Regions from separate parts of the Zea mays genome. Here region 1 is linked to region 2. Evidence: chromatin contacts called from public Hi-C data. All regions are on one chromosome and are shown on one strand. The core of a region is the stretch at or near the end of the contact, and the rest is flanking DNA. Distances in the headings are between cores, read along the strand shown. Region 1 holds the start of LOC100284864 (alpha-L-fucosidase 2). Region 2 holds the start of LOC100193250.

Evidence for each region. Hi-C and Micro-C count contacts between places; a contact is called where the count stands out from the background.
Region 1: a contact with region 2 is called in a Hi-C map of endosperm, with 3 times the contacts expected there. The contact joins the promoter of LOC100284864 here to the promoter of LOC100193250 in region 2. A contact is called at or near these places in 5 of 25 Hi-C or Micro-C datasets (ear, endosperm, leaf and 1 more).

What each region holds. Positions count from the first base shown.
Region 1 is chr5:54,761,644-54,767,276 of Zm-B73-REFERENCE-NAM-5.0, reverse strand. LOC100284864 (alpha-L-fucosidase 2) reads left to right here and starts at 2,502. Exons shown (of 4, transcript NM_001157759.2): 1 at 2,502-2,876; 2 at 2,991-3,206; 3 at 3,358-3,783; 4 at 3,884-4,624. The coding sequence starts at 2,597. The coding sequence ends at 4,128. It overlaps LOC103626365, which reads right to left. Exons shown (of 7, transcript XM_008646771.3): 5 at 5,470-5,534; 6 at 5,230-5,331; 7 at 4,270-4,701. The coding sequence ends at 4,590.
Region 2 is chr5:54,518,594-54,523,917 of Zm-B73-REFERENCE-NAM-5.0, reverse strand. It overlaps LOC100193250, which reads right to left and starts at 2,832. Exons shown (of 3, transcript NM_001138399.2): 1 at 2,471-2,832; 2 at 773-1,767; 3 at 1-198. The coding sequence starts at 1,704. The coding sequence ends at 177.

The DNA.
Region 1 (5,633 bases), core at 1,253-3,752, 240 kb before region 2:
TATTTTAAAATAGATATGTATAAAATTTTATGTTGATATTTTCTTATGATATCAAACATATTATTACAAATAATAAAAATTTTGCGTAAATTATTTTATGCTTTATTTGCTCCCTAAAACAAAAATATAAAAAAATCTGAATCCATATTCGTATCCGTATCCGTATTCGAATTTTATATCTATTATTTGATAAATTTGAAGTTTGCCTTTTATGAATCTTTACAAGGTCAATGCAAAAAACAAAATACAAATTTGCATAGTGATTTCAATATCCTATTTATTCGCAATAAAAAAACCAAATAAGTATCCATTATCATCCCTACATAGTAGGCACATGAAATAGGAAAAATAAGACTCCTATTGTTATCGTCGTCGAGTCATGACGCTCACCTGTCGGTCGTCGCATCGCCTCCCTCATCCTTCTTCGCCCGAACCCTAGGGTCACAAACGTGGTCAAGAAGGGAGGTTCTTGGTTTGAGGCGGACCGACGAAGACGTCAGTCTTCTAAAAGGGATGGGTTGTGATATACTGTCCCAATGCTTAATCGGATTAATAGAATACTCAAACCAATAAGATCCATCTTCTTTTTTGGAAGCCTATCTCGAAAGAACTTTTGGATTAAGCATGCTTGGCCCAAAGCAACCTTGGGATAGGTGATCGAATGGGAAGTTTTTCCAGATGCGCATGTGTGGGGACAAATTGCGTACAAAAGACTTGGGTTGGTTTGTGAGGATGATCTATGATCCTAGAGGGCTGGTAGAAGTAACTACCGCTGGTCTGGGAGTGGACAGGTTGTTACACGCTGGCACTCCGACATCAAATACGAGGGGAGAATTTTATGGCTATAAAGAAGAACTTTGGATGAGATTCCATACGGTTTTTACATACATTATTATACCAAACATGGGGGATAATTATTGTTAGGTGTCACTCAAGGACCTGGAGGCAGTTAGTGACTTATTGCCATCATTTTAAATATGACATATTTAATATGGTATATAATCAGATTATTGTGAAATCAAACAAACAGTTCACTAAAATGACTAATCAACTATTGAGATGTATTGCTTGTCTAGATCCAAAGAAGTCTTTTGCTAATTTTGATAGAGATCAACTAATATAATTAACAAAGATGTATGATGTTGACTTTGATCACTATGAACTTATGATGCTTAGAGAATAACTTAATATATTCATTACTGACGTGAGATCTAACCCTAAATTTAGTAATTATCATGACCTTTGTGGTATTGCTGATTTTAGATTGGTTTATCTTGTTAAGGTAGCCTTGATTTTTTCTATTGCACTGCCACAATTGAAAGGGCATTTTCTGTAATGAAAGTTATCAAGACAGTGTTAAGGAATAATATGAGGAATATGATTACTTAAATCATAGAAGGGTTTGCTACATTGATACTTGAGCGAGGTATTTTTGCAAGCATGAAAGGTAAAGATATTTTATACCATTTTAATACTAAAGAATCATTGAAAAGTTACCTTCATTAGGACCATTACCTTCTACCAATGCAAGTGGTATGTTTTGTACTTTTTTTCTAAATTGTTTTTATCTAATTAATAACATCTTTAGTTTGCATCCCTAATTTGCTTGAAACGTCTAATTGCACATGTAGGTTCAGGGTCACGTCCTAGTGTTGATCAAGATATGAGCGCGGCGGTGATGGGCGAAATCATCTGTAGTTCGGTACTTTTTATCGTGTTATGTTTTAACAAGTCGTTTGACTATTAAGAATGGTATTTATATAAGATGTATTATTATGATCCGTACCTAAAAATTATCGGTACATTTGGTATGTGTTTACATATGCATTTAGATTGTGGCTCTAGGCATAAAAATCGCTAGCTCCACCATTGTGTAACACTCTTCAACACATAGACAAACCAATGATAGATGTGGAAAGACTTAGGTGCAAGTATATACGTCAGCGCAGCATCCTAGACATTTAGATCGTGATTCAATCGTAGAGTTGATCAAGTGGTTTTTGGTAAAGTTGTACGAGGTGGTGGGAAATTTAAGAGCTAAATATGCTCAGGTCGGGATTTAAAGACCCAAGCAAGAGACATGTTTTCACGTTTGCACCTAAGGTTTGCTTACATCCCCGTAAGTACAGATTTGAGGAAATTTTTTCTCTGACCTTTTTTTTTCAAAACATCATGGTATAGCTAGAGAAATGATGACCCCCCCCCCCCCCCTAATCTCGGACTCGATCCGATCGATCTTATGGCGCATTCTTTTCGCTAACATAAAAGGTGGCAAAAGCATGCATGGCCCTCGACGAAAGGCCGTCTCCACTCTCCATCTACTACGGGCGCGGCCGACCGAGCCTTCTGGGCGTCGAAATCGCCACCCATCCATGCTGTCGTTCTACAACATGCTGTGGCGGATTCCTTCCTGGTGCGCGCGCGCCCAAGCCCGTTCCTCCTCTTCTTGCCCATCCACCCACAACACATGCTTATAAAAAGGCCGTCGTCGTTGCCGCCATGTAACTCACTCATCGTCAGTCAGTCGTCACAGTACTCGATCGAGCGCGATCTGATCTCTTTCCGAGCAATCATCCGTTCTAGCGTAGTAGAGCGCATGGACATGGCCTCGTCCTCTGTATCAGCAGCTCTCCTCCTGGCTGTCTCCCTCGCCGCTCTGCACTTGTGCTGCCGCCATGGGCACGGTGCCGGCGACGCCGCCGGCAACGGCATCACTGCCATCTACAGCCTCGGCGACTCCATCACTGACACCGGGAACCTCGTCAAGGAGGCGCCTCCGGGCATGTTCGAGACCATCAAGCACCTCCCCTACGGCGTCACGTTCGGGTACCCGACCGGGCGGTGCTCCGACGGCCTCCTCATGATCGACTTCCTGGGTACGTGTGCCTGACGTCACTAATTTACAGAGGTCTAAGCGGCAGCCAGTACGCATACGACGCGGTCGGTCGTGATCGTGACATGCATATAAATGCATATGGATGATGATGCAGCTCAGGACCTGGGTCTCCCGTTCCTGAACCCGTACCTGGGCAAGAACAAGAGCTTCGACCACGGCGTCAACTTCGCCGTCGCCGGAGCCACCGCCGTGGACCCGGCCGACCAGTTCAACCTCCCCGCCGTCCCCGTGCCGTTCGCCTCCAAGTCCCTCAAGGTGCAGCTCCGGTGGTTCAAGGACTTCCTCAAGTACACCTTCGGCACCGATGAAGGCAAACACTTTACACTTCCCTTCCTCCTCTCGATCAACCAAAACCGTCTCATCCTCCCTCCATGGATATCGATATCGACGCGCTGCTAGGCAGGCAGCAGGCTCAAACCCTTGCACTGCGTGTGGCTGCGCGCATGCATGCGTGCGTGCAGAGATTCGCAGACGGCTTCAAGCTTCTCTGGTTTTGGTCGGGGAGATCGGCGGGAACGACTACAACTACGCCTTCTTCCAGGCCAAGCCTGTGGCCGAGGTGGAGAAGCTCATCCCAGGGGTCGTGAAGACCATCGTCGGCGCCGCCAAGGAGGTGCTGGACATGGGCGCCACCAGGGTCATCGTCCCGGGCAACTTCCCCATCGGCTGCGTGCCGGGCTACCTGGCCATGAACGCCGCCTCGTCGGAGCCGGCGGACTACGACTCGGCGGGGTGCCTCCGGGAGCTCAACGACTTCGCCGCCAAGCACAACTCGCGGCTCCGGCGCGCCGTCGCCGACCTGCAGGCGTCGTACCCGGGCGCCGCCGTCGCCTACGCCGACTACTTCGACTCCTTCCTCACCCTCCTCCACAACGCCTCCTCGTTCGGTACTCCTTCGTCACTCGATCTCTCACGCATGCGGGACTCGAATCATCCAAGTCCGTGCCGTTTGACGACGACGCGTCTCTCTCTGTGTCTCTGCATCAGGTTTCGACGCCGCGAGCACGCGCAAGGCCTGCTGCGGCGCCGGTGCCGGCGAGTACAACTTCGACTGGCGGCGGATGTGCGGCTTCCCGGGGACGGCGGCGTGCGCTGACCCGTCCACGTACCTGAGCTGGGACGGCATACACATGACGCAGGCGGCGTACAGGGCCATGTCCAGGCTCATCTACCACGGCAAGTACCTGCAGCCACAGATACTGAGCTTCCCGGAGAAAAACGGGCAGACATAAACTCACGTCGTCATCATATATAGAACTTAGTTAGAAAATATACTCGAAACACCGGCTACAAATAAGCTGTCAGTAGTCAGCTGTATCGGTAAGTACATGCGCGCTGTTCAACTAATGCTATCATCAAGCTGTGAGCCACACTGAGTGTGAGCAAAATATACACGTTGCATGCAGTGCAGTCAGCTGCACTGAATCCACGATGAAGTCACACAGAACACAAACGCGTGTACCAGAACGGATGCAGAGGAAGAAGGCTGTCGACAAGGCATGAGTTGTTCATTACCTTGTCCAGCTGCCTCTACAGGTACTAGATTTTTTTTTAAAATGGATCTGCCACAAGAATCAAGGCTGATTTCCTTCAGCAGATGAGAGTGGCAGAATAGGCAGTAGTGAAATATTCAGTGACAGGATAGGCGATGGTGAAATATTTACACTGATAACACATGTAGTTGAACTCAACATCACGGTGAACTGTTTTTTATACAAAGCTTATTGAAAGTGGACAGCAGCATCGTCAAGTCTGGGTCTAGTTCATGTTTCTTCCAAGCTTCCTCAAATTGATGTCCCTTGCAGCTGCATCAGTAAACCCTTTACTGTAAGAAGCAGAGATATACAGAGCAAAAATGGAAGAGCAACCTTTTCCTAGTTCACGTAGCACAACCAATACCCAAGGCAATAGATTACGTCCTCATTAAGATTATCTCCAGCAGCTTACTCATCCCCATATTTAAACTTTACTCTGCGAACAGTACAGTCTATAGTACAAAATAGTATAAAACAGTGTTTTGGATGGCTATATCGATACACGGTCTAAGGGCTCATTCGGTTAGGGGGATTGAGGGAGAAAGAACTTCCATATGTGTGCACAAAATGATGACAAGATAACAAGAATAAATACATAATCAGGCCCCGCACTTAAAATGAAATAATAACCTCTACATTAAGTTCCATTTAAATTAAACAATGCTGAGGTGGATACATTTTCTTCAACCTATCAGATTCCAGATAGATAAATTATGATTGCCACTAAAATAGCTCTTAATGTGCCGCTATGCAAGTGATGTAGAAAACAAGAACTGTTACCAAAGGAGAGTTTCTTACTTCTGAAGCAGTACAAGTATCTCCAGGATATGATCTCGCATGATTTCACGGTTGCTCCTTGTGGCTGATTCTTTATATAATAGAACAAGCTCGTCCACCAGCCTATCCACAAATAAGTGGATCTGAAGTCACTCATTAGTTAACAACGCATTATTCTGCCTTTGGATTAGGAATATTTGATTTGATGCTATAATATACGGAGCACAAGACTCACAACAATGCGAAGATGTATTATAATACCTCAAAGTATAAGGTGACTTCCTGATCCAGGTAAGCTTGATAATGGCATGTATTTGCTTTAAAGTCTGAAAATATTCATGGATAAAATACATATTAAAAAATCCATAATCGATTTTGTTAACAAGAGTACAAATCCTATAAATTGGTGACATTATCTGACAGGA
Region 2 (5,324 bases), core at 1,583-4,082:
TGATTCAAACGAACAGCGAGGTTCTGTTGCTACTTTTTATGCACAGATAAGTTTGAACTGCGGCAGCACCTACCGAGGGCAGGTGGAAAAGGAATCCAAATGAGCGGAGTTACAACGTTACGTTGATCGGTAAATTGCATAACATCTATTCCTTTTTTTACTGCAGACCCTATGCATCAACGTCCATATCTTGTATCCCTACATCCACAGAAGCAGCATATGAAAAGAGTCAGATTTGAAAGACGAATTGAATTTTGTCAGAGTTCCATTTAAAGATGAAAATACTATCAACGGATAACACTGATTATATAGAACAGATCTAAATATTCCCTCGAGCTCGAGGGTGTAGACAAAATTCCAGCATTTTCTTAGGTGATGCATTCCTAAGCAACATACATTAAAAATTACACCCACGAAAATGCAATGTACAGAATATATATTGTGAAGCATTCATCATGCACATTAACACCCACAGGTGAGACAGGAAACATGCCAAAGAACAGGTCACCCGCTCGAGTTGGCACCATAGATGTAAGACAATTAGACAAGAACAAAAACTACATCATGCTGACGTTTGCCTTTCATGTTGTGTATTGTACATAATCTCCGTTAAGGATTTTATTTGGTTTATTCGAAATAGCATGAGCATGTTGTGCAACTGTGTATGTTTCGTCTTTTTGAAGGACCCTTGGTTCTTAGTACTACACATTTGCAATAGCATATACTCCAACCACATGTGAGGATTTTTTTTAAAAGGATTACTTATGCATACCTGTAATGGAAACTAGCCATTCTTCCCGGTGCTGCGATACTAGGAATGGCCCCTGTGACTATGTATTCATCATCAATTTCATCAAACCTAATTTCCCTTAATTCAACAGGTTGTGTCGGAACCACGAGGTTAAAATTTTCTAGATTAACCTGGTTGCCATTCCTCCTTCCACTGCCTATTCTTTCCCTTGCTCTGGATCTTCTACGACTTCTTGAAGATCTTGAAAACGCCCTGCAGAAAATACATGACCACCAGTTCGTCCTGACCCTGCGGAAAACTTCATAGTCCTCACCAGTGTCATCATCCCCATACTCAATCACATAGTCTCCCAGAACAATCCCGTTTGGAACTTGTGCATGTATTGTGCTCAAGACATCTACGATATCAGAAGATTGCTGGAAATTCTCCCAATCAACTTGCCTAGCAGGATCGATCTCTGAAGGGCGTGAATCAGGATGCTTTTGTTGCGTGTGCTTCTGAAGCTCATTGAAGTTGCCAACAAACGAGCAGCAATCCTCTTCACAGCACCTTTTCTTCTGATTAAGATGCAGCCGAGCCTCACCAATAACAACCCACCCAATAACATCACCTCTACACAAAGGGCAGCTGGGGCGGTTGTTTGCGTTAGACGGCACAATATGAATAATGCTATCAAGAGGAGGCACGGCTAAAGATGAAACTTTCACATTGGAAGGCAGTTCATATGCAGATTTAAACCTCTCAAGACAGTTTGAGCGGGTCTGGTCTGTATCGCAAACAAACGGCCTGCATCCCTTCTCATAAGACGTGCACCTCAGTAGCACTGCATTGTGAGGGTAATCAAGGCAGATCGGGCAGGTAACATCCTCCATCCAACTCTTATCAAGCTGTATGTCCAGATCAAAGGAGCTGTGCTTTACCACCTTCTTCACGATCAAGTTGCCTGAACCCATCGCTGAGGCACAGACTTGCAACGAGAACTCTTCGGCCTAACAGGTCCAGCTTCTCATTACAACCTACAGGACACCAATAGGCGAATCAGATCAATTCCAGCTTGCTCATTCGAAAATACAGTGCACAAATGATATATGTGTGATGATGAATAGACTGAGCATTTCCATCGAAAGACAATTGACAATATGATAAATAATAGTGTATCAGTGTATGGCAGCAAGGCAGAAACACCCTAATGTCCATGTAATGAATTCCCTACAACACCACATGACTATCTGACGCTAAAATCGGGAACTCACCGACAAAATTATTTGCCACAACCATAACTTCTAGTTCTGGTTAAAAAAAAAACTCAAACGATTCCTGGAAAAAATCCTCATCCAAGGAGAGATAAAAAAACTAGACATGTGCCTCTGATTCCGACCCCCCGAAATACCGTGTCCCAGGAGGGACGGGGTTCACTCGAACACCCCCTCACCCTCCCCCACCAACCCACCGCCACCACGAAAACATCGAAAAACAAACCAGCTAACTCCCACGGCGCGGCGTCAACTGAGATGGGCGGGTTCTGCGCGCCGATGAACCACGGGCGGGAGCGGATTGTATTGGACTCGATAGAGCACGCTAATCGGCAAAGTGAACTGAACCGATGAACGAAGCGGGGGGAAAAAATAAAATCCAGGAGCCTGGATTCAACTGCGAACGAAACAAACCGAAAGGGAAATCTATCTACCAAGTCAAACAAGGCAGCTGGAGGTCACTCACCAACACCAGACGAGCGAGAGCGACCAACGGCCGGACGGATGGGTTCCCCGCTCCGCTCGACCCGTCGAGGGGCGGCCGGCGGGCGCAGGGTGGGGGAGGCCGTTGCGGCGCGGGACGGGGACGAGGAGGAGGCGGCGGCGGCGGAGTGGCGCTCGGCTGCGTGCGTCGTCGCCTCGGTGAGGGGCCTCTAGTCTAGGTTTGGAGTTGGACTTTTTAGAGCCATTTGCGCTTGCGTGCGACGAGTGGAGAGAAAGGAGGGGAGGGGAGGGGAGGGGAGGAGAGAGAGTGGGCGGGGATGCCGGATGGGAGAGGAGGGGAGAGAGTGTCCTCGGGCCGGCGATCTGCGGTCCTTTGACATTTTCCGCCGCTTGCCTTGTGCGGCTTTCCCCTTCTTTTTCTTTTCTTTCTTTTTTTTCCTTCCAGATGTTTGGTCAAGTGTTGAACGCTTTTACTACCCATTTGTCGCTAGAACTCATTTCCATGGGGTTTTCATAAAAAAACATTGATTATTCACATGGAATTCATGTGCTCTGTGCTCGCAACATGGCCATGTAATCTATTGGTGATTTGGTGTGCTCGCCTCTCCGTATCAAACTGCAGCATTATATATATGTAGTGTATTTTTGTGTATAGTTTTAATTCCAACCGGAACAGTATGCATGTCTGTGCAGCGTCATTGAAGTCAAAAAAAAGGAAAAAACGATTGCTCTTTTGTCCTTTCACCCACGTCAAAACGTGAAAAAAAAACGTTGTAATAAACTGCAGAGTCAGTCAGAACTCAGGAGGACGTTTCTCCTTGACAGCGACGACGTGCCAAAAATTGCTGGTCGACGTCGACGATGTGGACGAATGCAAGCACAGAATAATAATGTGGTACCAAAAAAAGTGGGGAACTCCCTGCGCGTCAGCGTCACATCATCGGATGCGGTCCAAGAGGCAAACGGCAACTTCGCGTCTGGAATAGCACGTGGCACGCACGCACGCAAGGCAAAAAAAAAAAAAAGAAACGCACACATATGCCGGCGCAGGCCTGGACAGAGTTTTAACTAATAAGAATAATAAAAAAGGGACCCAGGATTGAATATAAATTCGTCTGTTTTCGCAACTGCAGAGTTCTAAGGCATAAAAATGGTCGGAAACAGTGTTTATTCATTAATCAGTTTGTAGTCATTTTTTATTATAAATAAATAAGATATATAATCTACTATACAATTTTATATTCTTGTTTATAAAATTGAGCATGTAAAGATTCATAAAACTTAAACCTATCAAAATAAAATGATATAAAAGTCGATATGGATTCGGAAACAAATTCAGTATTTTTCGCACCTGTAGAGAGCAAATAATACATAAGACGATTTATACAATATTTTGTTTTTATTTCTAATAATATCACTAATAATAACATAAGAAAAAATTAACATCAGATTTTATATATATCTAATTTAAAATATTAAATTTGTCATAACAGTTTCGGACCACTTTCATCCCTGGGCAAGAGGTACATGGAAGTTATATTCAAACTCGACATACCTTAAGCACCATGATGATCAGAAATGGAAAATAAGGAGGAGGGAAAAAAACATCGACGTTCATAAGGACCATCAACTGATGAGCATAGGTACACCTAGTACGTACGGTATAGTAGCTTGCGAATTGCGATGACCATCAGCTGATGAGCCTTCTCTTCACCCTCGACGTCCGCGTCCTCGTCGTCTCCGCCGTCCCCGTACCGCACCTTGCAGTGGCCCTTCCCGTCCATGTGTTTCTGTTTTCTGACAGCTCCTTCCCATCCTCCGATTCCGATAGAGCGGCTTCCCTTGCATGTCGAAAACAGAGCCTAATGTGATATAGAGAGCAAATTTTTTTTCTGCAGTCCGGCTGTAAACCAGGATGTTTTCAGCCTCTCACAAAAAAGAGAATAGACTTATATAGATCCACTAGATAACGTTTTAGTTGTCTTATTGACTTGCATGTAGGGTCTATCCATGTTGTAAGGGGCTGCAAACATCCTGGTTTACAGTAAATTTTTTCCCGATACAAAGATACTCGTATGTTACAATACAAACCAATTCTGAAGTATATATATATATATATAATATATATATATATATTATATATATATATATATATATATATATATATATATATATATATATATATATATATATATATATATATATATATAATATATATATATATATATATATATATATATATATATATATATATATATATATATATATATATATATATATATATATATATATATATATATATATATATATATATATATATATATATATATATATATATATATATATATATATATATATATATATATATATATATATATATATATATATATATATATATATATATATATATATATATATACCTTGCGTTTGAGGTTGTAGCGGTGCCAAGCGCCACGTTGCAGGTCGCCGCCGGCATCCTCGCCTCCCTCTCTTCTCTCGCTTCGGGCTGCTTCGGCGGCCGGTGAGCAACAAAGGCGCCTCACGTGGGATTTCTGGCTCCAACTCCAAACGACGATTGTGCTGTGCACGGTGATTGACCCACATCCAAACGTCTACCTATCCATGGGTTTGCTTGTCGAAATTTTCTAAACATGACAATGAACACTCGAAATCTAAATATCCTACAGTTTTATCCAATACGAAAGATAGCTATATAAGAGAATCTCCAATAGCTCCTAATTTATTAGCTCCTCATTAATATCTCTAGACTGGGAGCTCCCTAATAACGTTTTAGATTAAAAAAAAGAATCATTCTCCAATAGCCTCCTAAATATGTAAAAAAACATTACAAATGCTTCTCCTTGGCTTTTCTGTTG